Linked DNA regions of Sus scrofa: all the other regions are linked to region 1. Evidence: chromatin contacts called from public Hi-C and HiChIP or PLAC-seq data. All regions are on one chromosome and are shown on one strand. Each heading gives the region's core, a stretch centred on a gene start, on an enhancer-like site or on the middle of the called end of the contact. The rest is flanking DNA. Distances are from core to core; before and after follow the strand shown.

Region 1 (4,724 bases), core at 938-3,437:
GTACGATAGGAACTAATAGAAATAGTGCAACTGCCCAGCATTATCACACTTTCAAAAATCCAAAAATGGGAAAGGAAAGAGCCTAACCAAAACTGAACGCCCAGTTTTACAGGTCTTTTCCAAAACTTCACAAAGCAAATTAAGTGTTTAAAGAATAAAGTGTTAATAAATAAAAGAAAAAGAAAAAAAGAAAGTATGTTAAAAAAAAAAAAAGTAAGCATTAAGTATGAGGGTCCCGACTGTGGTTACATTTGGACATTTGGCAAAGAAAAGTTTCTAGACTGGACTATTTGGGGACTCCATTTGCTTAAGATTAGGTCCCATGAAATGTTACACTGAAAATCCAAAGTGGTTTTCTCCTAAGTAACCAAGAAGTGAAACTACGGCACAAAATGAAATACTGAACTGACCAGTTCAAGCATCTCCCTTGAGAGTTTGAGATTTACGCCTCATTCTACTGTCCAATCTCTGGATGAGTCGCAAGCCTGTCGCACGCACATCTTTCTGAAAGCATTCCTGCTTTTCATGCGTTCGTTCACACACTCCCTCATTCATTCGGTGACTGTGTGCCGCATGCCGACCCCGTGCCAGGCAGCCAGTGCCCGCCTGGGCCTTCTGTCCTCTCAAACTCCTCCAACACTATTCTACACAACACCCTCTGGAGCCCTTCCCCAGTCAAAGAGCAGCACTGTCGCATCCCCACTTCCAAATTAAAGGACAATGTGGGCAAGATCCTGATGAAAGTCTGATTCCAAGGTTTCAGAGACACAAAGCCAGTGTGGACCAGGCACTGGAGGATGGGCCCCAACGTGCTCCATGACCAGCCCCGGGGCCCTGCCCAGGCAGCATGTGCTAAAGGTCAGGTCTGTGGGGCCCAGGTGCTCAGGGGCCTCAGGAGGAGACTGGTCTGCACCTGTGGGGCTCAGGCGACCAGGACCCTGATGCTCCAGAGCCTTTGGAGCAGGCAGGTCCAGCTGAGGGGGCCGGGCAGTTTCAGGGCACCTCTGGATCCCGCTTCTGGACCCAACCCCCCTGGGGACCCAGCCTGGGGGCCCTTCACTCCTCACAGACCACCTTTGAGGTCTGGGTACCTCTCAGGGACTCATTCAAGAGTCGTGACCTCCCTAGGGACCTGTCCAAGTTCTGGCTCTTATCACGGTCCTAGCCCTCCCTCAGAGCCGGCCTTCTTCAGTCCTGCCCCAGCATCCAGCTTCCTACGTGACCTACCTGGGTCACCCTTGGAGCCCGCCACATGGCACGGTCCCAGGGTCCCGGCCTCCTGGGAAGGGAGGGCTGTCCCAGGGTCCCAGAGGTGCTCGCGGTGCTTCCAGAATCCTGGCCGTACCAAGGCCAATGTTGGTGTCCCAGTCCTCCCTAGTGGGTTTAGCCTCAAGTCCTGATCTTTCCACGAACCCGTCCTGGGGTCCAGACTGCCCCAGTGACCCATCCTAAGGTCCAGGCCCTCCTCAGTGACTTGTTTCAGTGTCCCAGCAGTTCCTGGGTCCTGCCGGGTCCTGAGGTCTGGCCCTGCTCGGTGACCTTCCTCAGGGTCCAGCTCTCTCCAATTCCTGCTGGGTCCTAGGGTTCCAACCCACCACCGTGACCTAGAGTGGGGTTGGACCCAACTCCATGACCCATAGCACGGTTGGGATCTCCTAGGTGATCTGTCTCAGGGTCCAGAGATTCCTAGTCCTTTTCTGGGGGATCCCGAAGTCCAGACCTTCTCGGTACCCGTTCTGGGGTCCGGTCCTCCCTGGTCCCTCCCCGAAGACTCGTCCCGGGATCGGGCCCTCCCTGGGGTCCCAGTCCCCGGTGGGTCCGGCCCGGGCCTGGGCCTGCCAAGCCGAGTCGGGGCTCCGCAGACCGGGCCGACGAGGGCACAGGGGCGCGGGCAGGGGTTCGGAGCCTTCCGGGCCCGGACACAGGCAGAGGCCGCGGCCTGTGGAGCGGGCGCCGCGGACCAGGCCGGGCGGGGCGCGGACTCACTGACCTGCCGTCTCGGCTGCGGGCGAGCGGGGCGCACGCGGGGGCCGCGCCGGGAGGGGGAGGGGGCGCCGCTCCCTCTGGGTCCCCCCCAAGAGCAGGAGAAAAAAACCCGTCCGGAGTTTAAAACAAAGAGGCGGAAATGCCCGAGTGGAGCCGAACGCAGAGTCGGGGGCGCCGTGCTTGGAGCATGCGCAGTGCCCATCCCGGCTCCCACCCGGCAACCAGGACCGGGGCGGGGCCTGGAGGGGCGGGGCCAGAGGCGGGGGAAAGGGCGTGGTCCAAGGGCGCGGGCGCGTCCGGGCTGGGCTCCGCCCAGGGACTTGGGGGAGGCAAGGGCGCGGGGGCGGGATCTAGGGCTGGGGCGTGGCAGAGAATGTGGGTGCAGGCGGGGGGCGTGGTCAGAGAGAGATTGGAGGACGGGCACTGCTCAGAGACCCTGCAGGGGGCAGGGCGCTAGAGACTTGTGAGGGGTCGGGAAGGCGGGGCCGGAGATTGTGCCGGGCCTGGCGGAGGCGTGGCGCGATCCCCGGTCCGGGGGCGGGGAGGGGCGTGGTCGGAGGGCGGGGTCGGTGGCCGCGGCGCTAGGCGGGGGCGGGGCTGACGGAACGCAGAACCCTGCAGTCAGCTGGGCTCGAGCAGGGCTCTAGGACCAGGACTTTCCTCCGAGGGAGGCGGTCTCGTTCTTGCATTCCTATTCTTCCTGGGAACTAGCTCCTGGAAGGAGTAGGGTCGCCGCGGACAGAGATCGTCCTCCCTCCTGGACTCCCGGTCAGCCAGCAGCATGGCCGACTCCACAACCCATCCCTAGTCCACCTTTCTGCAGGCCCCGCCCTGGAGCTGTAAGCAGTGAAGGTGACGGTCCCGCCCCGCTGGGGTCCACACTGCGTAGGGGGCGCAGCGCGGGAATAACAGAGGAAAGTAAATGAGGTGTCCTGTGGGAAACAAGCCAGGTGGGGGAGGCTGTGGGTGTCCAGAGTTGGTTACGATAGAGGGTATAGCTCAGTGGTAGGGCATTTGACTGCAGAGTTGGTTACAGTAGAATGAGCGGGCACGGAAGGGATGCAGGGAGCAAGCCCTGCAAGTATAGGAGTTGGCAGAGGTTCACAGCGGGTCCAGACAGCCTCAGGCCCTGAGGTGGGTGTGTGTGTGAAGGGTACTTTCCAGAGACCAGCCTGAAAACCAGAGGGCACAGGGAGGCTGGAGATGAAGTCAGATGGCAGGGTCTCCGTGGAAGGCTGAACTGTGTCAGTGGGGGCAGGGCTGCATCAGAAGGCAGTGCTGGGGAGAGCCAGGGGCCTGCACCACGTGGTGCCGTGGAGGGCAGGCAAGGTGGAGGAATGGGCAGCTGCTGACCATCTGAGGAGGGTGATGTTGCTAGGCCCCAAGCTGGGGCCATCGGGAGGCTGGGGGCTGTAGGTGTGCAGCGTGAGCTTGCAGTGTCTACAGATGATGGGACGGTCAAGGGAGGGAGTGAGGGATGGGGGGCCACCCCAGTTGATCCTCCTAGTGGAGAAATGCAGGAGTTCAGGAGGCGCAGGGGAGAAAGACCCAGATAAAACAGCCTGGGGAGGAGGAGCCTCCTCCCAGGGGTGAGTGATGTCCTTTCGGCTGCAGGAAGGATGAGGGCAGTGAGGCCCCTCTGGGGCCATGGCCAGTGGAGTGTGGATGCATCGTTGGAGTGAAAACAGATTGTTCAAAGGAGGAGGAGAAATACAGACAACTTTTCAAGGCAGTAGATGGAAGCCACAAAGGGAACGAGGCATGCCAGAGAAGAAGGCTGTTTTCTATCTGGGCTGGAGCCCTGGCAACGTCAGTGGCTTTGACTGGGTACACTGGGACAATGACCATGCCGTGTGAGCCCAGGCTCCCAGATCCAGGGGGGCAGCTGGCAGGACTTCACACTGGGGGGGGAGGGGGGCAGACCCTGATGCATGGTCTCTTCTAGCTGCTTCTGTTTCCTGGGCATTCAGATGACCCGGATTGGAAGTGGATGCCCAGGGGACAGCAGACCAGGAGCAGCCCTGGGCTGAGGGTAAGGTAACACCAGGCAGTCACCTGACAGCTGTCTGACACTGTGGCCACCTGTCTGCAAATGGGGGAGAGCCAGGAGCAAGTAGATGAGGCATGGCAACAGTTCCAAATTCGTCCCAGGCCCAGGGTCTCTTGCTGAGGGTGCAGACCAGACATCTGGGCTACCCACCCATTCTCCCTGGGGGACCTCATCGATTACTGCATCCCGGACCTTGACCCTGATTCTCTGGCTCCTGTGTCCAGCTGTGTGGCCACATCTCTAATGTCAGAATGTCAACTCCTGACCTTCCCATGGCCCTCGCTGCAGAGAAAGTGGACTCCTTCCCACCTGCTGAGCGGCAATCCTCCCTCCCACGCCCACACTTGCTGTCAGTAGACTCCTCAGAATCCACCACGGCTCCTCCACCCCACTCCCAAACTGGTCCAAGGCCCTGGATTCCCCCAGTTGGTGCATCACCTCCAGGCTGGCCTCCTGCTTCCTTCCTCGGGCCCCAAATCTATCCTCACCATGAAATAGTAAGTCTCACAACACGTTAGCGGAGGAATGTCCCTGCTCTGCCCAGAACCCTCCAGGGCTTCACTCAGAGCAAAAGCACAAGAGTCGGGGGTCACAGGGGGCCCAGGGACACCTGCGATGATGGAAATGCGTGTTGGGTGGATGGTGGTGATAAGCTCCTGGGTGTACATCTGGGTCAGAACTCACTGAA
Region 2 (4,724 bases), core at 971-3,470, 180 kb before region 1:
GTTGGGACTCCCACAACCACCATGGGCCAGAAGGTGGCATCTGCAGGACAGGGCTGTGTCCTCAGGAGAACCCACATGCTGGCACCCTGAACTCAGACTGCAGCATCTAGAACCAACAGAAACGAGCATCTGCTGGGCCTGTCCAGAATTTCGATGTGCATCCCAAGCAGAGGTTTAGTGTTAAGTGTCTTCTAGAAGCTGCTAGTTATTTTGGAAGGTATTCTAAGAAGTTCAGGGAGTTCCCATTGTGGCTCAGCAGGTTATGAACCCAACTAGTATCTATGAGGACTGAGGTTCGATCTCTAGCCTCACTCAGTGGCTTAAGGATGGGGCGTTGCTGTGAGCTAGGTTGTAGGTCGAAGACTCAGCTTGGATCTGGCATTGCTGTGACTCCGATTTGGCCCCTAAGCCTGAGAACTTCACATGCCATGAATGACAGACAAAAACAACAAAAACGGGTCATGGGATGGTGCGATGAAGTATCTTTGCCATTTTAGTGAATACGAAACACAGTGAAAGTCTGCAGTAAAGGTCAGATGTGGAGTTTCCTTTCCAAGATGTTTTTCCCACAGTCCATTTTCTTGCAAATGGAGAAAGATAAAGCCTGAGGTTTCCTTAGAGGCAGTTACTACAGTGTGAATGGAGAGGCGTGGTCTGCAATAGAGACCTCGGGGTCAGGACTCTCCTGGAGCCACGAGGCAGGCTGGGGGGAGAGGAGGCTGGCAGTGAGTTCCGGCCCCAGGAGGTAGGACCATCCTGGAAGCCCCAGGGAGGGTGCCTGGCCTCGCCGCAGGACTCTGCCTCAGGGCTTTGGACTCCGTCCCCCGTGTGGATGCTTGTCCTCCTGCAGCTCGTCCTGGCTCCTTCCATCCACACTGGGCACCAAGTGGCATTTCTGGGCTTATTTTTCAGCTTGTTGCTGTTTGTCTGCCCCTGGTGCATAGCTGGTGCTCAAACAGGATTGGGGGCTGACTCTGTGTCCCCCTTCCTTGCTCCAGGCTTTGCTCTTGTCTTCAGCCAGGTCCCTAGCAGCCCCTCCCAGCAGACCTAGCACACGTGTAGGCATTTCCTCACTACTCCCTCCCCACACCAATCTCCCCCGGTTTTCTCCTCTTCCAGGCCCTGCAGCCCCTGTTCACCCCGCAGGGTGGATGCGAGCTCCAGGGAAGCCTACAAAGAGCCTGGGGATGCCCCTCGAACCACGAAGCCGGCCACGCAGCGCACTACAAGCCACCGTGAGGCCCGCAGGCGCAGGGGCTCTGGAGCTATGGCAGGCGATGGGGCAGGGTGACCTGCGTGGACACGCCCGGGAGACAACGCGGGGCGGGGGGGGTTCAGGGGCTGGGATTCCCTGGGAGTGCGGTGGGGGCGGATCTTTCACAGAGGGAGAGGCCTGGGGGAGGGTCGCGTGAGGTCGGCCAGGAAGGATGCCAGTCCCTCCGGCTTCCGGCTTCCGAGGAAGAGATGATGGGAGGGGGCTCCTCCTGCAAGGAACGATCCTCCAACAAGCCGGGCAGCCCCAGGCCATTGCTGGCCCAGAGCCCCGTCAGGACAGGGACCTGGCGCCTGAGGGTGCTCGCGGCCAGGCAGCGTCCAAAGACTCTGCAGACGGAGCCGCTTACACGCGGCTGGGGGGAGCACGCGGGGAGCCAGGCCGTCCAGCCCCAGAACTATCTCAGTCGCCCGCCTCCGCCCAAGGACGCCCAGAGTGGAGCCCAGGCTGGCTCCTCTCCGGACCTCACCCTAGGACGCCCACCCTGAGACCCTAGCCCCTTCCCCGCTCCTCTGACTCCAGACCGGGGCCCCCTGAGGGCAGAGCCGGTCTTCCAGACTCCACTCTGGGGACCTGGGGCAGTGCTGCACGCTCACCAGGTCGCCCCGCGCAGCCTCGAACCAAGGGCGTGATCCCGGTGCCGCGTGGGAGGCGTCCGTCTGCGCAGGCGCGGGCCAGGTCACCGCAGGTGCAAACATCTCGCGTCGCTGTCTGGAGGCCGTGTGCCAGGAACCGGGTCCCGGCTACCGGCCCGCCTCTTCTGGCCACCGGGCTCGGATCTCCGCTGGGTCCCGGCTCCGCAGGCTGGCCCCGCCCACCCCCCGCCCCACTCCGCAGGTCCCACCCCCTTGGCCTCGCCCCGGCCTGCAGGCCCTAACCCCGCCCGCGGCCCCACCCCTGGCCGGCCCCGCCCCTGGCCCCGCCCCCAGACCGCGCGCCTGCGCAGTGGCGGCGGGCGCAGTCGGAAGCCCGGCGCGGACGGCCGGGGACCACTGGGGACGCTGGCCCGTTTTGCACGCAGCGCGACCCCCGCACTCGTCCCCCGCCGGGGCTCGGGCCGCCCTGGCCGGGAATGGCGGCGGCGGCCGAGCCCGGAGCCCGCGCCTGGCTTGGCGGCGGCTCCCCTCTCCTGGGCAGTCCGACCTCCAGTCCGGAGCTGGGCGCCGGAAGCCGCTCGCGATCGGGGCCGGGGTCCGGGCCAGGGTCGGGGCCGGAGCGGGCGGGCGCCAGGCCCCCAGGCCCCGCCGCGCTGGGTCACATCTTCAGGAAGGTGACGCTCACCAAGCCCACCTTCTGCCACCTCTGCTCCGATTTCATCTGGGGGCTGGCCGGCATCCTGTGTGACGGTGAGCGCCCGCGACCCCACCGCTGACCTCTGACCTCTGGACTTCCAGCAATGGCCTCCCCAGGACAGGGCCCCTTGCCCCCCGGGCAGGTGTGTGCCAGGCCCAGACCTCCCCGTGGAGGTGATGAGGACCGGTTCCTCCGGGGTTCTGGGGGGCCGTCGAGTGGCTGCTGCCGCTTCCCCACGATGGCGGAAAGAACTGCTCCCTGGGCTTCTTCATGTGGGTTGGGATCCAGCCGGGGAAGGGCAGGTGCAGGGACTGGGGCTTGAGGCCAGCCAGCCCTGAGCAGGTGCAAGGGACAATAGCGTGTCCAGGCCCTGGGCCACTGGCTCCCGGGGTCTGGTGCTGGCTCTTCTCCCCTGAGTGCACGCTGCCGAGTGCTGGCGCTGCCCAGCTCAGACTCTCAGAGAGCCGGGCCGGGCCTGCCACCCTGAGTGTGACGTGCCCCTGCCACCCTGAGTGTGACGTGCCCCGACAGCTCCCACCCAGCCGCCAAGCCAGCCTGGCTGGGCAAGGAGGCCCTCCCTCCTCTGGCTCCTGGGCAGTTGACATGCGTGCTTCCAGGGCTGGCTCTTCTAGCCCTGCTCCTCTCTGCGGGGGATGGGGCAAGGTGTCCCTGCCCTGCTTGCAGAGACAGGCCTTTGGCTCTGGGGACAGAGGGACCACTCAGCCCAGGGTTGGCAGAGGAGGATTGGCTGGGTCTGGGTAGAGGAGGCTGGGCCCCTTTCACAGGATGCCTTCTGCCTGGGGAAGTGGCAGGCTCCCCTCAAGAGTAGGATATGACCTGCAGGTGGGCGCTGGGTCTGAGGGGCGAGGAAGCTTGTAGGAGGGAAAGGGGTGATGTGGAGACCTTCCCTGCGTGCTGTGCCGACTTTCTCCCCAACTCTGGAGGATGAGCTGGTGACCTCAGCAGGCAGAGGGCCTGACAAGGCTGTGGGAGGAAGAGCCCCCTCCCTTTCCAGGGAGCACCCAGGATATATGGTGGGGAGCAAGGCCTATCTCTGGGGGCCAGAGGAGGAAGCCGGGTGCCGTGTGCCCGCAGCTGCTGCCGTCCATGGCGGCAGAGCCAGTCCGAGTGGCTGGAGGGGAGCTGACAGGGACTGTGTACCCTTCTCCAGGCCTCCTCCGTATGGGTACGGATGCCCCCTTGCTGCCCCGCCTTCGGAGCCTCTGGGCCGGGGGCAGGTGCCACCCTCACTGGGCCGGCTGCCCTGCTTGCCTGGTGGGTGCGCTCCTGGTCTGTCACAGACTGGCTCTGGGCTGGGCAGGCCCCTTGTGTGTGGGATGGAGATTCGGGTGTGTGCATTTGTGAAGAGTGAGGGAGTGTGTCTCCGGAGAATCCGGTCTGGGGGGTAGGTAGAGATACGGGAGCTGGCCAACTGCCTGCCCGCCTACCCCTCACAGCGACTGCAAAGAGCTGGGCCTGTGCGCGTGTCAGGGGAGGGGTGGTGGGGCGGGGACAGGGGCCACTCTCAGGACACCAGAACACACCATCGTCCAGGATGGCAGCGCCCCCAGGGGCTCTTGGGGGTGGGCCAGGGGAGCAGGCTGCCACTGTGCCCTCTCTCTAGCCCTGAGACCAGGGTTAGGGTTAGGATAAAGAGGTGAATCCCACATACAATGGGATGGGCCTGGGGGCCCTTCAGTGAGTCACCACAGGCACGAAGCGCTCCCAGCAGGTCTGGGAGAGTGGGCCCACCGAGATGGCTCTCTCCCCTGTCATCGAATGCTGCCCGCCCCCCACCATGGCCCTCGGAGGCCCCACTGTCTGCAGCCTCCCTTCCGTGTGCCAAGCCTGGGGTCTCTTGATTCCTGGGCAGGACCGGGCTAACTCACGGGCTCTCATTCCCATAGCCTGCAACTTCATGTCCCATGAGAAGTGCCTGAAGCACGTGAGGACGCCCTGCGCCAGCGTGGCGCCCAGCCTTGTCCACGTGCGTATAGAGCGTGGGCGACTCATCTGTGGGTGCAGGTGCAGAGGGTTGAGGAAGGCCGGCTCTGTGGCAGGGGCTGGGCTGGCAGGGGCGGGGCAGGCAGGAGCTGGGCTGGGAGTCAGGACGGTGGGTTGGATGGGGTGGCCGTGGAGTACTCGCTTGAGCTGGTCT
Region 3 (4,724 bases), core at 1,440-3,939, 160 kb before region 1:
TTGATTGGTGGTGTGTTTCAACTCTGCCACATCCTTGGTCATCTTCTGGTATTTATTCCATCATTTGTTGAGAAAGAAAAATTGAAGGAAGTTCCTGTCGTGTCTCGGTGGTTCACGAACCCGACTAATATCCATGAGGACTTGGGTTTGATCCCTGGCCTCGCTCAGTGTGCTAAAGATCTGGCATTGCCGGTAGCTGTCGTGTAGGCCGCAGATGTGGTTTGGATCCCGAGTTGCTGTGGCTGTGGTGTAGGCCGGCAGCTACAGCTCTGATTTGACCCCTAGCCTGGGAACCTCCGTATGTAATGGGTGCAGCCCTAAAAAGCCAAAAAAAAAAAAAAAAAAAAAAAAAAAAAAAAAGAACCACTGAAATCTCCAACTACAATCTCCTTGCAGTCCTTCATGTATTTTAAAGCTTGATTAGCAGGGCAGAATTGTCTAAGGTTGCTATGTCTTTTGTTGAATTTACCCCTTCATCATTACAGAATGATCTTTTTCATTCCTGCTAATAATCTTTGTAATGAAATCTACTACAAAAGGGACAGGTTTGACTGTAAGCTCAGTTTTAGACATGTATACACATGCTGAGATCTCTGAGAACAGATGTGAAAGAGTTCAGGAGGAAAGTGTGTTCCCGAGACTCGGATTTGGATTAAGAAGCTGCTACAATAACACCTAGTGCAGTGTCAGCATAAAAAGATACCATCAACATGAAACACGAGGTCCGGATAGAATCTTGCCTCTAAAGGAATTACACTACTCAGCAACCTCTACCTGATCCTGGGTCATGCCTATAAATCCAGAGCCTCTGAAATCATCATGCTTTCTAGTGAATTATTTCCTATGTTTTCCACCACAAGTATTTTAGAGCTTTTCCCCGCTGCTTAAACTTAGTTTTCTTACCTCCCTTCTCCTTTTCAATAGATGTTTTCTCTTCGTTATTCACAGTGAAGAGCTCATCAGAGAATTCCTTTGCTTTCACTCCAATACATGCACGACGTTACCACCAACTGCACTCTGTCTTCGTTCTCTCCTTTTGCGACGAACAGTGATTTTCCCTTGTCCAAAGTGAACACTTCCCTGTGCTCTGGATATCATTCCCTCCTACCTTCTAGGAGGGAAGGCACTTTACACCTGACTCTTCTGTCCCAGCAAACACATCCTGGTTTCCTTCCATCAGCTGTAGGATGCTCAGGAATCTCCCATCTTAAACATCTCAGCACCCCCTCGGTACCGTAGTCTCCGCAACCAAACTTCCTGAGTTACCTCCCCTTACTGTCTCTCCCTCTTCATTTTTTTTTCCTTCTCTTTGGGTACCTAGTTTCCACCCACTGCTCCACGGAAACAATATTGTTCTGGGCAAGATGCTGATATCACTGCTGCTAAATCCCAGGTACATCATTTACTCCTGGAAGCTGTAAGTGGAGGTTCCTCTTTTTCTTTTGTCTCCTTCCTTTTAAATGGCAAAGTCATTTGACATAATGCTTTTAGTTTCCTTCTTGCTTCCCTAGTTGCTGCTCCTCTCTAAAGAGTGTACTTTCAGTCTAAAAGCGACATTGTCCCATTGGTGCTCTCCTCCAGACAACTGCCACCTCTATGCTAGGAGACACCCAAAAACAGCCCGGACTTTTTCCCAAGCCTCCGATGTGTTCCATTTACCAGACAAACGCAGCGGCTGGAAGAGCCATGTGACTCGGTATCACTTGTTGACCCTGGCCCCCTGGCTAAGTAATGGCACTGCTGGGCATGTTTTCTCACCCCAAAGGGATAATTAATAGGAACGCTTCTAAAAGGATGTTGTAAGCAGTAAAGCATTGTATGAACTGAGCTTCTTTACTATAGTGATAACACGTGCTAGCCTGTCCAGAAAGAGACTTTTTTTTTTTTTTGTCTTTTTGCCATTTCTTGGGCCGCTCCCACGGCATATGGAGGTTCCCAGGCTAGGGGTCCAATCGGAGCTGTAGCCACCGGCCTACGCCAGAGCCACAGCAACACGGGATCCGAGCCGCGTCTGCAACCCACACCACAGCTCAGGGCAATGCCGGATCCTTAACCCACTGAGCAAGGGCAGGGACCGAACCCGCAACCTTATGGTTCCTAGTCGGATTCGTTAACCACTGCGCCACGACGGGAACTCCCGGAAAGAGACTTTTAATAGCTTGAAATTCTAGGAGGGTTAAGATGCTACCGGGGGCGGTGGCTCCATTTCTCCGTTTGGAGGTGAACACGCCAGACAAGAACCTACCGAAAGCGGCCGGCTGCCAAACGCGCCAAGGGGGTCAGGCAAGTGGCAGCGTCTTACCTGGGGGGGGGGGAAGCTCTAGGTGATGGGTCACACACGGGATTCTGGATCCAGTGCTGCCAGAAATGATTTTTCCACAGAAGCGTCAAAACTGAGCTTTTAAAATGATGCTTTTCGGTCTTTTATAGGCAACCAACTCAATAAATAGACGGACGCCGCGGGCCCCCCGGCGCTCGGCTTACACAGACCGGCTCTGCGCGGCCGGGCACCGGGAGCCCCTGGACACCAGCCTCCGCGGAAACCGCCGCGTGCAAACGGTTGGGCGCCGGGCTCCCTCCTCGAGCTCGGCGCCAGAAGCCCGTTACCCGGCCCACCCTCGCGTCCACGCCCAGCTCCGCGCACTCGCAGCCGCCCGGCGCGGCGGAAGTGACGCCCGGCGCTCTTCCGGCCAGCGACGCGCCCCCGCGCCTGCGTGGAGGCGTCGGGCGGAAGCGGTGCGGTCGCGGCCGGCGGTTGCCGAGTGGACCCGGACGCGGCTGTACGCTGAGCCCTCGGTCCGGCGCCCGCCGCGGGCCGCAGCCATGTCGCTGCTGCAGTCTGCGCTCGACTTCCTGGCGGGCCCGGGCTCCCTGGGGGGTGCTGCCGGCCGCGACCAGACTGACTTCGTGGGGCAGACGGTGGAAATGGGCGAGCTGCGGCTGCGAGTGCGGCGGGTCCTGGCGGAGGGTGAGGCGGGGGCCGGGGGCGCGCGGCCCGGGGCGCGGGGCAGGACCAGGCGGGCAGGGGGAGGGTCACGGCTGGCCGGAAGGCGACTGCCGAGGGGGAGGCCCGTGTGGGGTCGGGCACTTCCGTGTCGGAGGCTGGGGTCAGGCTGGGGCAAGGTGGTCGTGGCGGCAGGTGTAGGCTCACCTGAGGCTGGAGGAGAGGCTGTGTCGCTGGGAAGGAGTGGTGGGCCGGCGGGGGTTGGCGCGCGGGGCCTTAGCGGAAAGGAGGCAGGGGGACCCGCAAGACTAAAGGCTGGAGTCCCGAGGCACGCGCTGGGGCCGGGGGGTGGGTTATAAGTCGTCGAGGGCCGCGGTGGGACAGTGGACGTGGGGCTGGTCCTCTCAGGTTTCGGGACCTTAGGCGAGGGTGTTGGGACAGACAGCGCCGCGTCCTGTAGCCGGGGTTCCCCCTCTTACCATAGGAGCGTCTTCTGCCCCGGTCCTCTCTGGGCCCGAGCTGACCCGGCAGTTGGGATCCGTACAGAACCTCGCCGCGGGGCTGGTCAGTCTGTGGTCGGCTGTGTTGCTGCACGCTGTTTCTTGCTTCCTGCACCCCGCCTCCCTTCCTCACACAGAATTTCCCACCAGTGTTGGCGCGGTCCTGTTTCCTTGTCTGCGTTTTTCTGTTTTGTCCAGTGGGGATCACGCGGGCGTGTGAGCTTCCCCTAGCCGTGGCACGGTTGGCTTTGGGGCTGTGTTCCTTGCTTTAGCCTGCGTGAGGGAGTGGCTGCATGGACAGCTGCACATGGCTGTGGTTTCCCTCGGAGCTGTAGCTTCAGCCAGTCACTGCGGACATTCCTGCTGCCATTTGTGCTCAATTTCAGGTGGAACAATGGCTGGCTGTTTCCAAAGGCCTGAGGCGTGTTCTGCCCTTAGCATCCTCACACACATTGGCTCCACTGTCAGGAAGAGAGGAATTTGGAGGGTGATTTGGTGAGAAGATCTCAGGCTCTTCTTCAGAGCTAGTGACGTTCTGAAGTGTGGTATTCTTTCATATCTGGGGTAGAACGAGAGTTGCCCCCAGATCAAATCATTTATTCTGAAAATGCCAGGGAAGTATTTTGATTCTTTAAGAAATTCAGAGTGGAGAGTACGTGATTTCTGCCTTGTGGAACTTTAAATAAGACACATTTTCTGATGAACAAAGGACAGTGCAATGCAGGGGATTCCTCTGGTGGGATAGACGGTGGGCCCAGCTGAGATGGGAGGGGTGAGAATGCACCTCCTGCCAGGGGCAGGGCCAGTGCAGAAGGGGAGGGATGGGAAGTGGGTCACACAGAGAAGGAAGCTCGTGCCTGTGGCATAACACCCAGGATGAAGAACAAGGAAATGGAAGCAGCCACTGTGGTTGTGCAAAGCACCTGCTCCCCTTGTTGTCTAGACACACCAGGAGGTGCAAGGTGCCAGTGAGATTAGGAGCTGTAGATTTCCTCCCCTTGAACTGAACCGGCGGCTTGGCTTCAGTTTCTAAAGCTCGCGAAGCTCCTTTCTGAGCTGGAATGCTAAGAAACCTGTTGTTCCCATCAAGTAGCAACCGTAGAACCTAGACTGGGGGAATTCAGGCTGTCTTGTATAAATATGTGGAAAATCCCAAACCCAAAACCCTTGGGTACCTGTATTGACAATTTCAGAATTCTTCAGGTTCTAGGAAGAGCCTGTGTATTCTCTCTGAGCTGGCACGCCGCCAGGGCAGTTGGGAAAGTGTTGCATAACCAAGT

The links. Hi-C and Micro-C count contacts between places; a contact is called where the count stands out from the background. HiChIP or PLAC-seq counts read pairs in DNA pulled down with a chosen protein or histone mark.
Region 2: a contact with region 1 is called in a Hi-C map of liver, with 12 times the contacts expected there. The contact joins the promoter of DGKQ here to the promoter of PCGF3 in region 1. A contact is called at or near these places in 1 of 5 promoter capture datasets (liver) and 1 of 47 Hi-C or Micro-C datasets (liver).
Region 3: a contact with region 1 is called in an H3K27ac HiChIP or PLAC-seq map of alveolar macrophages. The contact joins the promoter of GAK here to the promoter of PCGF3 in region 1. A contact is called at or near these places in 1 of 5 promoter capture datasets (fetal skeletal muscle), 1 of 47 Hi-C or Micro-C datasets (liver) and 1 of 2 datasets of contacts at active chromatin or transcription factors (alveolar macrophages).

The regions. Positions count from the first base shown.
Region 1 is chr8:137,899-142,622 of Sscrofa11.1, reverse strand. PCGF3 (polycomb group RING finger protein 3) reads right to left here and starts at 2,187. Exons shown (of 10, transcript XM_021100828.1): 1 at 1,991-2,187.
Region 2 is chr8:322,585-327,308 of Sscrofa11.1, reverse strand. DGKQ (diacylglycerol kinase theta) reads left to right here and starts at 2,220. Exons shown (of 23, transcript XM_021100838.1): 1 at 2,220-2,619; 2 at 4,474-4,553. The coding sequence starts at 2,346. It overlaps LOC110262028 (a long non-coding RNA gene), which reads right to left and starts at 2,083. Exons shown (of 2, transcript XR_002346508.1): 1 at 1,870-2,083; 2 at 476-703.
Region 3 is chr8:294,954-299,677 of Sscrofa11.1, reverse strand. GAK (cyclin-G-associated kinase) reads left to right here and starts at 2,689. Exons shown (of 28, transcript XM_021100831.1): 1 at 2,689-2,968. The coding sequence starts at 2,824. TMEM175 (endosomal/lysomomal potassium channel TMEM175) reads right to left here and starts at 3,985. Exons shown (of 11, transcript XM_021100844.1): 1 at 3,424-3,985.